2 separate regions of the Sus scrofa genome follow, and region 1 is linked to region 2. Evidence: chromatin contacts called from public HiChIP or PLAC-seq data. All regions are on one chromosome and are shown on one strand. The core of a region is the stretch at or near the end of the contact, and the rest is flanking DNA. Distances in the headings are between cores, read along the strand shown.

Region 1 (6,153 bases), core at 554-3,053, 140 kb after region 2:
ATACCATAGCTCACAGCAACATAGGATCCTTAACCCACTGAGTGAGGCCAGGGATCGAACCCACAATGTCATGGTTCCGAGTCAGACTTGCTTCTGCTGCGCCATGATGGGAACTCCTTGCTTATCTGTTTTATATATAGTGGTTTGTATCTGTTAATCCCACACTCCTAATTTATCCCTCTCCCCATTCCCTTTCCCCTTTGGTAACTGTAAGTTTGTTTTCTACGTCTGACAGTCCATTTCTGTTTTGCATATAGATTCATTTGTATTGTTTTTTAAACTCCAGATATAAGTGATATCATATGTTAATTGTCTTTGTATGACTTACTTCACTTAGTATGATAAACTCTAGGTCCATCCACATTGCAGAAAATGGCAATATTTCATTCTTTTTGTGGCTGAGTAATATTTAATTGTATATATACCACATCTTCTTAAGCCAGTCATCTGTTGATGGGTACTTGGGTTGTTTCCATGTCTTGACTGTTGTGAATAGTGCTGCTCTGAACATTGGGGTGCATGTATCTTTCTGAATTAGAGTTTTCATCTTTTCCGTATATCCTCATACTGTTTAAGTGATCCTTGCCTTTCCCTTTTTGGACAGGAGGACTGAGTGAGCCTGGTGTCATCTCACAGCCCTGAGCTCTCTATTTTATGGTGAATTGCAGTGAGCAGGGCCTTGACCTGTTAGGCTTTGGGGCTATGACACAAGGGTGTCTGATCCTAAATGAAGGAGAGACCCAAGGGGGATAACCCCTCTTCATGAGAAGCTGGAGGGGAAACTTTACATCTGTCACGATCCCACCATATACAGGAGAACTGCTTGCTTCAGATTCTTTAGGAACATATAAATAAATGTAAGAAGATTCAAAGTGACACAGATATGTATACATATGGATAAAGTATACAATCTCCCAAATATATTTAAAAAGTGATTCTGCAATCATCTTAAAGGGCCATGTCTATTCTTCACAAAATAGAATTTGTAACTCCTTATAATGGAAAATAATATTAGTGGCCCTTTTGGGACAGCTCCTCATAGTTTGATAGGGGGCTTTTAAAAGAGCAGAAATGAAGAAAAGGGAAATTCTGCAACATTCCAGATAAAGATGGTTGTTTTTGCCTTAAATTTTTATAAAGGATCCTTTCATTATATCACCAAAGCTTCACATAAGCCACACTTTAATGGAATAATGTAAAGGCAAAGGAAGAGGAAGGGGGGATCTGGGTTTTCATATGCCCCCTAAGATGCCCCAGATGGACCATGTCTCCCCTGGAGCTTTGTGTGTCTTGTGGGGGGTGCAGTTGGGCTGCATCTCTTACCTGGGGCAGTGTCCCTTTCACTAAGGCGGGGATGTCGGCCTTGGAGTAACCAAGGGCAGCCAGGCCATCGTCCACATCCAGATCAAATAAGAATTTTCGCAGAGTGTCTGCCAAAATGGGCCCAGCATCTGGGGTCCTGGCCGTGCGGATGTCGGCTCCTGGAAGACACAGAGCACCGACTGTAGAGAGGGAGAGGGAATCTGGCCCTGGGTGTGACTCCGGTTAGCTGAAAATATAACCTACTGCCAGCTCCCTTACCCCGAGGACAAGGGCACCCTGTGGCTCCACGTGGGGGCGGTCCAGCAGTCAGCCCCGCGGAAGGGAAGGGCAGGAGGAGCCGCTAACTTGGCTCTCACCTTCCCACTGGGGTGGGAAGGGAGGAACAGAGCCAGGAAAAGAGGCACAGGAAGGAGACCAAGAAAGAAGGCTGGTGTCTGGACGGGAGGAGTGAGCATCTGGAGGAGGAAATACAGCTTATGTAACTTTGAAGGCTGGGAATTTGCTGACACCTAGAGGTCTGCACATTCATGTCCTCTCTCACAGCAACAGCTTAGGGAGACAAACCCTTTGCAAACACTCATGAGACAAGAATCTTCGGAAGCCCCCCAAGCCCACATTAACTGCCAGAAAGAAGGAAACGATAAAAATGGATTAGGTGTGGCCAGGGAAGGAAATATTTCCTCTTTATAGATACAAAACCTTTTTTTTTTTTTTTTAATTCTGTTGCCAAATGTATATAGGTTCCTCTAAATACATGTTAAAGAATCTGTCAGGCGGAATTAAGAATATGGAGACTCAGAAAGCAGTGTTTACTATGGAGATAACGATGATAGTGAATAAGGAAGAAGGTTGCCAAGGGCTGGAGGTTTGTAAGGACAGAATTTTTTCATAATCACTGATTAATACGCAAAATCATGGAGCTTCAGTGTGGAAGAGCCCGGGGGTCCTGCCTTCAGGTAGGTGGCAGTGAAAGCTCTCAGACGAAACTGATTCCAGATCTTTAGCACCCCTGCCCCCATCTGTTCTAGGTGGACACGTTCATTGCCAGAAAGTGCAGCAATCTGTAAACAGAAGGCAGCATTATTTATTTATTATCCAAAATGCCTCCCATTGTCCAAGTCCACTTCCTCTGTATTGGTCAAAAAGAGACGAGAATGTCCGGTTCACCCCCGTACTGAAGTATATTGTTAAATCAGTTTTAACCTTTCTGTTCTCTGACAGAACTGTTTAAGTAATCCAGGAAAAGGTATAAATAGAACCAGGTCCGGAGCTTGTTGGGAGAGCAGCTAGATGGAAGGTAGAGCCGACCTGACAAGACCAGGCTGTATTACACAGTGGCCGCTCGGATACCGATTCGGTGGAGAGGTGACACGCGATACGGGGTTTATGAGGTTTTGATGTTCCCGGGATTGTGGCCATAAAACATACCATCCAAACCTCCAGGTTTTCCTATGAAGTGTTTTAGAAAAAAAGAGAGGGTAGGAAAGAGAGAATACATTGCTTTAACTCTAAGATTACACGAGGAATCAAAATACTTAATGGCTAAATGCGGAATGACATTATCTAAGATTTCCCGTGTAAGAGGAAACAACTGCATGGGTTTTGTCTGACAGAGGCATTGCCTTCTCAGTTTTGTTGGTTGCCTGGAAAGTTAGGTTTAGGTTCTGGAAGATGTTCCCAGTTACCATATGCCCAGCCTAGTATCTGGGCTCTGCCTATTTATGCCGTTTCCTATTTACCAAGGGTCTGAGTTTCAGCTTAGGGCTGACCAATGTTCCCCAGTCTGAAAGGGAAAAGATCCCTGGAAAAGTTGGCACCACGTTTCAGGCAGTCATGTGTGGGGAAATCAAGGCCTGGCCTTCTTTCAGTAACACCTAGTGTGAGAAGTGGAGGTGAGGCGAGACGCTCGGAAGGATGTCTGTGGTTGTTCCGACCTTCTTGGAAATAATCCCTCCAACGGCTGGTGCTAGAAGAGCATAAATCGGTTTTCTTTTTAGCTTTTCCTTTTCTACCCTAAACACAAGTAGGGGAATAGATTTTTTAAAAGTGAGTCGAATACTCAAGGTTACTTAAAAGAGTTCTTGTATTAGAAAAATACTAATATTTTACTTAACACTAAAGTGATCTTAAATGTCATTGCATTTGTAAGATTCAAAAGGCACCGTGGGCATCTTATTATTGACATTATTTATTCTATAGAACAGCAAACAAATATGTCTTTGGGGAACTCTTTATAAAGTTTCTGGTTATTTAAAGTTCTGTATAATTGGAAATTTACTGTTACTTCCTAATTTGGATTCATTTTATTTCCTGTTAAAACAAAAAGCATAGCATTAATAGTATATAAAGAGTTTCACTTGCCTTGAGGATGAAAACAGTGGAAATATTCTTACTCTAAACTTAACATAAGCAATATTTGGTTCCATTTCATCGTTAATAGACTCTTAGAAACATAAAATTATAGAATTTTAGTGCTAGATAGGAGTTGGGCAGCTCATTGACATTTTAAATTATCTCAAAGCAGTGTTTCTTGGTATTATCTTTTATGGCTGATCTTCAGAAACAATCCTAGGAAACGCTCCACGTATGTGGGTCAGAGATTTATGAGCAGTGGTTCATACCTAGTATTCCTGCTGTCTCCAGGTGTCGCTCAGGTGACATCTGTGCCGTGAACGTGAATACTGCTGGGGAGGTGAGTACCACAGAGAGGCCATGAGGCTGGAGGGAAATGGAACATGGTGAGTGATGGGGTAAATCTGGTCTTCAGCCTCCATGGTCTAGATATTAAATTACTTTAGCCGGTACTCCAAGCAGTGAAGAATTGACAAATACATTTATGGCAATTGCAAGGAATCTAAGACTAAATTAAAAGAATTTATTATGGTTTTACCACCAGTGGGTGATCCACATTATAATCCTTTGCTCTATATGTCTTCACTAAGCCCGAAATTGGGTAAGACATTCCATGGCTAGAAAAGAAAGACAGTCCTTAGGTTGACATACAGATATGAAAAATCAAGTTAACAGTTCAGAAGTACTCACAGGGGAGAGCCCTTCACAGTCTCGTGACAATATTATTAACCCACCAACTTAGACATTCTGTTTCCTTTGATTCCTGTGAGGATATGTTATTATGCAGTGATGTTTGGTGTATTCGTTGACAAAACCTCTGAAATGTTCAAATTCAAATGCTCATAGAATTGTATGCCATCAAAAATTATCGATACAGAAGTTGCTCCCCAAGCATACCAGTTAACCTTATGATTGTGAAGAAATCAAGAATTCACTCTGCAGTTTCTTTGATAGGCTTCAGGGTAAGCATTTTCTATCTTGCTCTGCACTCCTCTGGCTTTGGCAGTTGTTCGTTCACAAATTGAGGGTGTCGGTGGGAGTTTTATGAGCCAAGATGTACTGCATTAGACATGCAAGTCTGATCTGCCAGTGTCTTGCCGATGATTGATAGATCCTTTAAATGCTATGTACTAAGGGGAGTTGAATTACATGTGATTATTCTAGCCTGAAAGCTATTAAGAAAAGGCACTATGGTTTTTATGTGTGGGGATTTTTTGGTTTGTTTTAATGTGAAAACTCTTTATATCCTTTCGAATTCTTAGTGAACAAACAGGACAATATAACAGTTTGCTGGATGACCCAGAAAACACATATTGTGAGAAGTTACTATGTTTACAGTTAGTATATTGAAAATGAAGCACTTTACAATGGTAAAATGGTCTGTAAGTCTGTTAATGTGGGTTATTCGATGACTTTTTTATTTACTAAAAGATTTACATTTCATAGGAAGATGAAGTATTTTGGTGAACTGTATGAAAAAAAAAGGTGCTGGAGTTCCTGCAGTGGAAACGAATCCGACTAGGAACCATGAGGTTGCAGTTTCAATCCCTGGCCTGCTCAGTGGGTTAAGGATCTGGCGTTGCCGTGAGCTGTGGTGTAGGTCGCAGATGCAGCTTAGATCTGGCATTGCTGTGGCTGTGGGGTAAGCCAGCAGCTGTAGCTTTGATTAGACCCCTAGCCTGGGAATCTCCATATGCTGAGGGAGCGGCCCTTTAAAAAAATTAAAAAATTAAAAAAGGTGCCCCTTGCTTGTCATCAGATTAGAGTCTAGGGAGTTCCTGTTGTGGCACAGTGGAAACGAATCTGAATAGTAACCATGAGGTTGCAGGTTCGATTCCTGGCCTCGATTGGTGGGTTAAGGATCCTGTGTTGCTGTGGCTGTGGTGTAGGCCGGCAGCTGCAACTCTGATTCGACCCCTAGCCTGGGAACCTCCATATGCTGCAGGTACGGCCCTAAATTAAAAGAAAAAAAAAAAAAGATTAGAAGCTATCTGTTCTCTGAGTCTCTAAATACTTAGGAACATGCTTACCTGTTTTTGGCTGCATAGTATTCAGAAAATTATTGCTTGGTGTGCTTCCCACTTTCTTTTATTTTAATAGTTATGTATATTCTTTGTTAAAAAAAAAAAAAAAGGAAAATTGATCCATAATCCTACTTCCTCAAGATAGCCATTGCAGACTATTTCTTTCTAATCTTTTTACACGTATCTTTAATTTATAATCATGTTTTCAACACTACTTTTGTTACTCAACATTTTAGAAACATTTCCCCATATCATTTTCTATTCTTCTAAAATGTTATTTTTAATAGACATGTTATTCTTCAAGTACTGAACTTCAGTTACCATTCCCAAAATGCTGGGAATTTAGATTATCCCTAAATTTTTCCATTATAAATAACATTTGGGTGAATATCCTCATAAGGAAATTCTTTGGTCATATCGTGATTATTTCTTTAGGCTACATTCCTAGAAGTAA
Region 2 (6,263 bases), core at 31-2,530:
ATTACTTTCTAAATTAGGGTTTTTTTTTTTTAAATGAATTAGCAACACAATAAAGAATGATTTGAAAGAAAAGCTGTTTTACCGTCCCAGAAACCTAACTTGAGAAAAAGGAAGTATTAAAAGGCAGGTGTTTTAAGTTTTGAAAGTAGTACATGCAAGCGCCTCTTAATTCACATTTGCACCTGCATCTTTGATTTGCAAAAATTGATGCGTAAAATTTCAAAATAGCAAAATGTAAGTTTTGTTACATTAACATGTGGTTTTGTGCTCTATGCAGTAGAGCATGTTACCTTGCAAATTTGGATCCTTTAGCATTTCTAATCATTACTGTAATTAATCTACTTTAATAAGAGTTAAACTGAGCAGTTCGTACTTGTAACTGCTAGAAGCTCCTCCCCAGCAGTTCCTTACTCCTCCCCTCTCTCCTGCGAAGGAAGATAACCTTCTCCTGTTGACTACCGCGCTCGGTTATCTGCGCGTAATTCCCAGTCCATTCCTGTCTTCCCGCATTCTTCTCCGGGATCACGGCTCCTTCACTGCGCACCGCAGTTATTTCCTGCAGAACCGGGTAGTGGATTAAGCTCTTTGAAGACCAGCCGCAGACCCTGTTTTTTTCCCTTTTCCATTCCAAGCACGTGTCTACCTGAAAACTTTTTCCACCTGTCACACTCTTGCTCGGTCTTGATGTTCAGTTTCCTGCTACAGAATCTTGACTACCAAGTTTGGGCCAAAAGAGCTCTCATTTTTGCTTAAACAATAACGGCCGCGCAAATTTTATAGTTAGATTTGTCTCAAATCCGAAGACCGCGCCTCCTAACAGGAGGGATGCACCCCAGGAGTGAGCAGCTGTGGCCGAGAGAAGGGTGCGGGGACAATCCCTGACAGGACAGCTCAACCCCCAGGGACAACAGTGCCGCATCCCGTTAAATTTGGGCTCAGGCCGCGTTTCCGGCCAGATAGCCTCTCCGCGAGCCTGGAACTTGCTTTCCCAGTAGGCCCCGCGCGGCCTTCGGCGCCCCGCCCCCTCGCGGTGCGGCGCTGGGCGCGCTCCGGGTCCTGTCATAGCTAGACCCGCGAGCCCCGCCTGCGGCCCCACCCCCTCGCTCCCAGCTCCTTCCCCCGCTCCCGCGAGTTCCAGTCCCGGCTTCCAGCTCCCCAGCCCCGCCCTCAGTCGCGCGCGCTCTCCCGGCCCCGCCCTCGTTCCCCCGCGTGCCGCCGCCACAGCCAATGAGGTTCCGGGCCGCGTGCGCAGATTCAAACGGCGGCTCTTGAGGGAGGCTGGGCGCGAGATTCGGCGGTGCGGACAAAACCCTGCAGGAGGCTGCGAGCCCTGCAGAGCGGCTCGCTGCGGGGAGAGGGCGGGGGTCGGCTCCCGCGGCGGAGCCGCGCTGGGACCGCGGCAAGGAGGTTGAGAGGCAGGGGGAGCGGCCAGCGGAGGGCAGGAGCGCGCCTGCTGACATGTTGGGGGTATCCCTGACCGGGCCAGGCCGGGGCTAGGAGCGGCGCTGCGGGCCGGGGGCGGGTCTCGGTCCGCCCCTCCGTCCTGCTCTGCCGGGAACTTGAGTTCCGCACTCGGTCGCCTCGGAGCGTGAGCGAGTGAAGCGGCGGGAGGGTTGGGGAGAAGGAGCATTCGCCTGAGGCTGGAGGAGGCTGAACTGCGTCCCCGCCCAGCCTGCGCCTATGCGGTACTTGAAGGATGGCGAAGAGGTCGCGCAGGTGGGTGACATCCCCTTCTCCAGGCCTGTCGGCACAGTCTCGGCTCAGATCATCCTGCCTTTCCCGCCGCTTCCCCACCAGGCCCTGCCTAGCCCGGGCCGAGGTTATCCTGCCCGCTGCTCCACAGCCGCTTCGGCACGCTGGCCGGAGCGCAGCTGTGACGTGTGGAGAGTCGGGGACCGGTGTGTTTAAGACTCACGAAGTGAGCAACAGATGCCCGGGTTGCTTCCTTGAGTCCCTTCTCCCCCCCCAGCGCACGTCCGGACCCACAATCTCTCGCGGCAAGTTCTTGGTGGGAGTTTCTTGGCAGGTAAGTCTGTGTGCTTTCAGGGAGTCCGCTCCTCTGGTGAGGCTGGGGTACTGACCTGGCCGGACGACCTCAAAGTGGCATTCAGAGGGCCTCTTTTTCTCTGAATTACTGGACCTGTTAAAAATAGGAACTCTTGTGTTAAATATAGGTGGGGACCCCTCGGCCATCTCTGCCACCTTGAAAGGTATGGAAATCCTCTGAGGAATCATGAGTAGAGAGGCTCTTTTTGATGTTTTCTGTAATTACCATCCTCATGGTTTTAGTGTTATGTGTATATATATATATATATATATGTATTTAATATCCTCTACTGGGAGATGTCACACTGTTACCGCCAGTAGCTTGATCTTAAAATAAAACAATGTGTTTGATTCACTTAATATTTTGTGTGTCTACGGAAGTGTTGCACAGAGACAGGACATGGCTTTTGTTGGAAACTTGCTAGATTGAACTTATGCATGTCATCTTTGTTAATATGTCACTACAGTAGCTACTCCTAAATTGTGTGTAGTAATCACTTAGATGACAAAAAACTAGGGCCCTTTTTGTCAGGATTATTAAATAAACATGAAGAGAAGTTTGACAGGATTTCCAAATGGTTTTTATTTACCTAGATCCATAGCCTCAAAGTCTTAACTGGAAGTGTATTTCCTAAATTGAATTTTAATGCTAGATTTATTCATTGCAGATCTCCATTAAAAATTGGCAATAATTGCACATAATATTTGTGGCTTTATTCATTTGTTAAGCATCTATATGCAAGGCATTTTGGCAGAAATCAGCACAGAATATAATCAAGTCCTTGTTAGATTATTATTTTGTAGCAGCTAGGGAATAGATCAGACTCTTGAGGTGCCACAGGTGTACCCACACCCGCATGCACCTCTAGAAGAGGGTTCTCAACCTAGGCATTGTTGATACTTTGGATTAGATAATTCTTTGTATTGGGGAGGGGGGCTATCCTGTGGTTTGTATATCTAGCAGCACCTCTGGTCTTTATCCGATTCATACAATTCTTTGTATTGGGGAGGGGGGCTGTCTTGTGGTTTGTAGAATGTCTAGCAGCACCTCTGGCCTCTCTCCGATACGTGCCAGTAACACCCCACTTCCCCCAAGTGTGACAATTGAAAATATCTCCAGACGTTACCAAATAACTGTTGGTTGGGCAAAATCACCCAGGTGAGAATCACTGCTCTATAACGTCAAGACCCAATTAACTTCTCAGTCTTCAGAAAAGATAGTAAAAAGCTCCTGTATCTGTAATTACTGAGGTACCAGTTTAGGCCTTTATAAAAGCTTTTTTTTAAAAAAAAATTAAACCTTTATTAAGCCCAGTGAAAAGTGAATATGTCAACTCAATAACAGAAGTTTGTTTATATTCAGTGTGTGACATTATCTACTTACCAGTGTTGATTTTAATCTTATTTGAAGGAGTTTTTTGGCTAATGCTGTCATCAGGAGTTAGTTATGGTTAGATATGGATGCTTGAATGCCTTCTCCAGTCAGTTTTCTGTCCCTAATTTGTGTATGCTTCATAATAATAGGCTAAGAAAGAAATTGATTAATTTGCTTGTGTAAATTATTTTGTTGATAACTCTGTGAGCTTTGACTTCTTTAATTGTACTGTTGACTTTTCCTCTCAGCTCTAAAAATTAATTGAAATGTATTATAGAAATGTTGAAAGGGTCATAAGTTTGGAGTAATTAAATGCAGTTGGCTTGAAGCTACACTCCCTGTGGCAGTATGCAGGTAGAGGATGTGAGGAGAAATTATCACCTCTGAATGGTGTATTTCTTAGGGTCTTTTCATACTTGAATGTGTTTTGTGCTCTAATTTATATTTCTTATGTATGTAAATATGATTTATTTATCTTAGAAAATAATAGGAAGTGAAAATTTTGAAGGATAAATGATTTATTGGGCAAAGTCTAGTCTTATGCCTTTAACCAAATATCTTAGGAGTAAATGTGAACTTAATTTGTAGTTGAATGAAAAAGGGCATAATTCAGGCACTTTAAGATCTTCACTTATACAGTCATTTAAATATTTGATTGAAAAGTATACTTTCCTGTGTAAAAGTTTTGCATAAAACTGCAGGCATAAATCCTGTAATACACCTTTCCTGTATGATCTTGAAAAAAAAAAAAAAAAAAAAGTGGGGGGTAATACACTGTTAACCTCAGGTTGAAACAACTGGAGGATGTTAGCTCTTTTGATCTTTAAGATAACTGTAGTATCTCTGATCTGGATTTACATAAAGGAAAAGGTGTATTTTGTCTTGTGACTTTAAGCAGTTTTAGATCCCACTGGAGCTTTTAATGATATAATTTACAAGCAATGCTAAAATGGGTGTATTTGTTATTAATATGTATTTAATTTTTAACCATATTTATGTATTAAGTAATTAATTTTAGGTCTTAAAAGCCAGTTCCACTCATAAAAATAAGCTTTAAAAAATATCATTTTGAAGCTAAAAGGTCTATTTAAGCAGTAACAGATTCAGTTATTTACATTTGAGATGACTGGTGGTTACCCTAAACTGGAAAGATAGAAGCCAGCTCTTGCATTGAAAGATGTTTTTCACTGGTGCATGTGTGTGCATAGGAAACAATTTTACAGTGTTGTTTCTAACAAGATGGGTGTTGTGGGTGAAAAAATACTGACATAAGAGCTGATTTTTTAAAATCAGCTTTGTCATTAACTAGCAATATTGTTTTAGGAAAGCAAGTAAACGCTATGTCCCAGTTTTTTGTCTGTTAACATAAGGAGTTTGAATTTTGTGGTCTGTAAGGTACCTTCTAGCTTTAATATATTTCCTATTTTGAACTCTTTTGTAATCGTCTTTCCTCATTAAAAAATATACACACACTAATGGAATAAAATAGAAATGGTTTCTCATTGTTTTTGTTTATGGTTAGCTAGCTAGAACTCCTTTAAGTATTTATTTCATTATTGCTCTTAATGGTCAGATGAAGTTGAATTTGTCTTACTATAATGATGCCAGTTTGCAGTCCAGATTTGGAAATGAAATATATATGCAGTACACCATGTTAACCACTGGGTGGCCTGATTTCACTTTATTAAACTGATAAATTTTCAAACCTTGAATTTGATTGAACTTTCAAAAATGCACAATTATCCTGTGAAGACATTATAGAAAAGTTGTATTTTTGAATGTGGTGAAAAAATTCAGACTTTATGCAGCCTTATTTAAAATATTATCAAGTTGAAGTGATTTTGAGGAGCAAATTTTATAGAACTGCTGATATTTCTTTAATTTCAAACTGGTGGTTTCTTTTCAAATAAAAGTAAATTTTAAAAAATTTCAGATTCTTCCTTTGGCTACTTCATTTTACTCTTTTTAGGTAGAATTATTGGTGTCCTTTAAAATTGAATTTCTCTCAAATGTTTTTATCTTAATATCACAAAGTGTGAATAGTTTGTGTATTATTTCACAGGGAAAGTTATGACTATCACATCCTATTAGCTGACACTCTGGTGTAAAATTACCCGTAACCATTTTCCTGGCCTAATGAGTCATAGTATTTGTGTGTGTGCGTGCATGTGCGCTTCATTTTGCTGTTTCATAATCACCCTAATCACTTTGTTCATTCATAATCTACAAAACTTTTTGTATACTACTTAGGTTATATATTAGAGAGTTATAGAATAAATATTTCCTTTGACTTAATAAAACTGGCCAAATGATTCTGGAAACAAAGTTCTGGATGGAGATTCAGAGACCAAATTCCTCTTCTATTTTTGCTTTGTGACTGGAGAAATAATTCACCTATTTTTACTGTTTTTTAGATTAGTCACCCTAGGCTAGAAATGGTTTATCTATTTATGGATAGATAGTAGAAAGTTGATTTTATTTGACCATTAGACATTACCAGCGTTGATTGCTACAGAAATACTAAAAGATGATATAAAAAGAAGAAAAATAAAGAAAAACAAAGCAAATAAAATACTGGTTTGTTTTGATGTCTTGTAACCATTATTAATCAATGGGACTTTTTCATTGTTAAATGGTGAAAGTAGAATATTGGTGAGGTTATTTATGGGACTTTTATCTCTTCCCCTTTTTCTTGGCAAATTGTAGCATTCTCAGGCATCTTTATATGCCGATGCTAGTAAGAAGTTTCTAGGATCTTCTGTCATGCTTACTTGAAAGTTTTATCATCCTTTCAACAGTTACTTAAATAATATAGAAATAACTTAATGCTAAAACTAAGAAG

What was found. HiChIP or PLAC-seq counts read pairs in DNA pulled down with a chosen protein or histone mark.
Region 1: an H3K27ac HiChIP or PLAC-seq map of skeletal muscle shows a contact between it and region 2, with 7 times the contacts expected there. The contact joins the enhancer-like site here to the promoter of MYBL1 in region 2. A contact is called at or near these places in 4 of 5 promoter capture datasets (fetal liver, fetal skeletal muscle, liver and 1 more), 24 of 47 Hi-C or Micro-C datasets (adipose tissue, alveolar macrophages, blood and 15 more) and 2 of 2 datasets of contacts at active chromatin or transcription factors (alveolar macrophages and skeletal muscle).

What each region holds. Positions count from the first base shown.
Region 1 is chr4:68,259,653-68,265,805 of Sscrofa11.1, forward strand. ADHFE1 (hydroxyacid-oxoacid transhydrogenase, mitochondrial) reads right to left here. Exons shown (of 14, transcript XM_003125603.4): 11 at 4,214-4,292; 12 at 3,945-4,041; 13 at 1,324-1,481. Among named protein-coding and RNA genes, the nearest start is that of ADHFE1, 23 kb to the right of the region's middle. Within about 2 kb of position 1,804, at least 19 of the 83 cell types and tissues checked have an H3K27ac peak or open chromatin away from gene starts, as enhancers often do. A contact at or near this core is called in adipose tissue, brain, mesenteric adipose tissue and 4 more, where this site is marked.
Region 2 is chr4:68,118,798-68,125,060 of Sscrofa11.1, forward strand. MYBL1 (myb-related protein A) reads left to right here and starts at 1,281. Exons shown (of 16, transcript XM_021089286.1): 1 at 1,281-1,716. The coding sequence starts at 1,697. LOC106510063 (a long non-coding RNA gene) reads right to left here and starts at 984. Exons shown (of 2, transcript XR_001308193.2): 1 at 644-984; 2 at 240-556.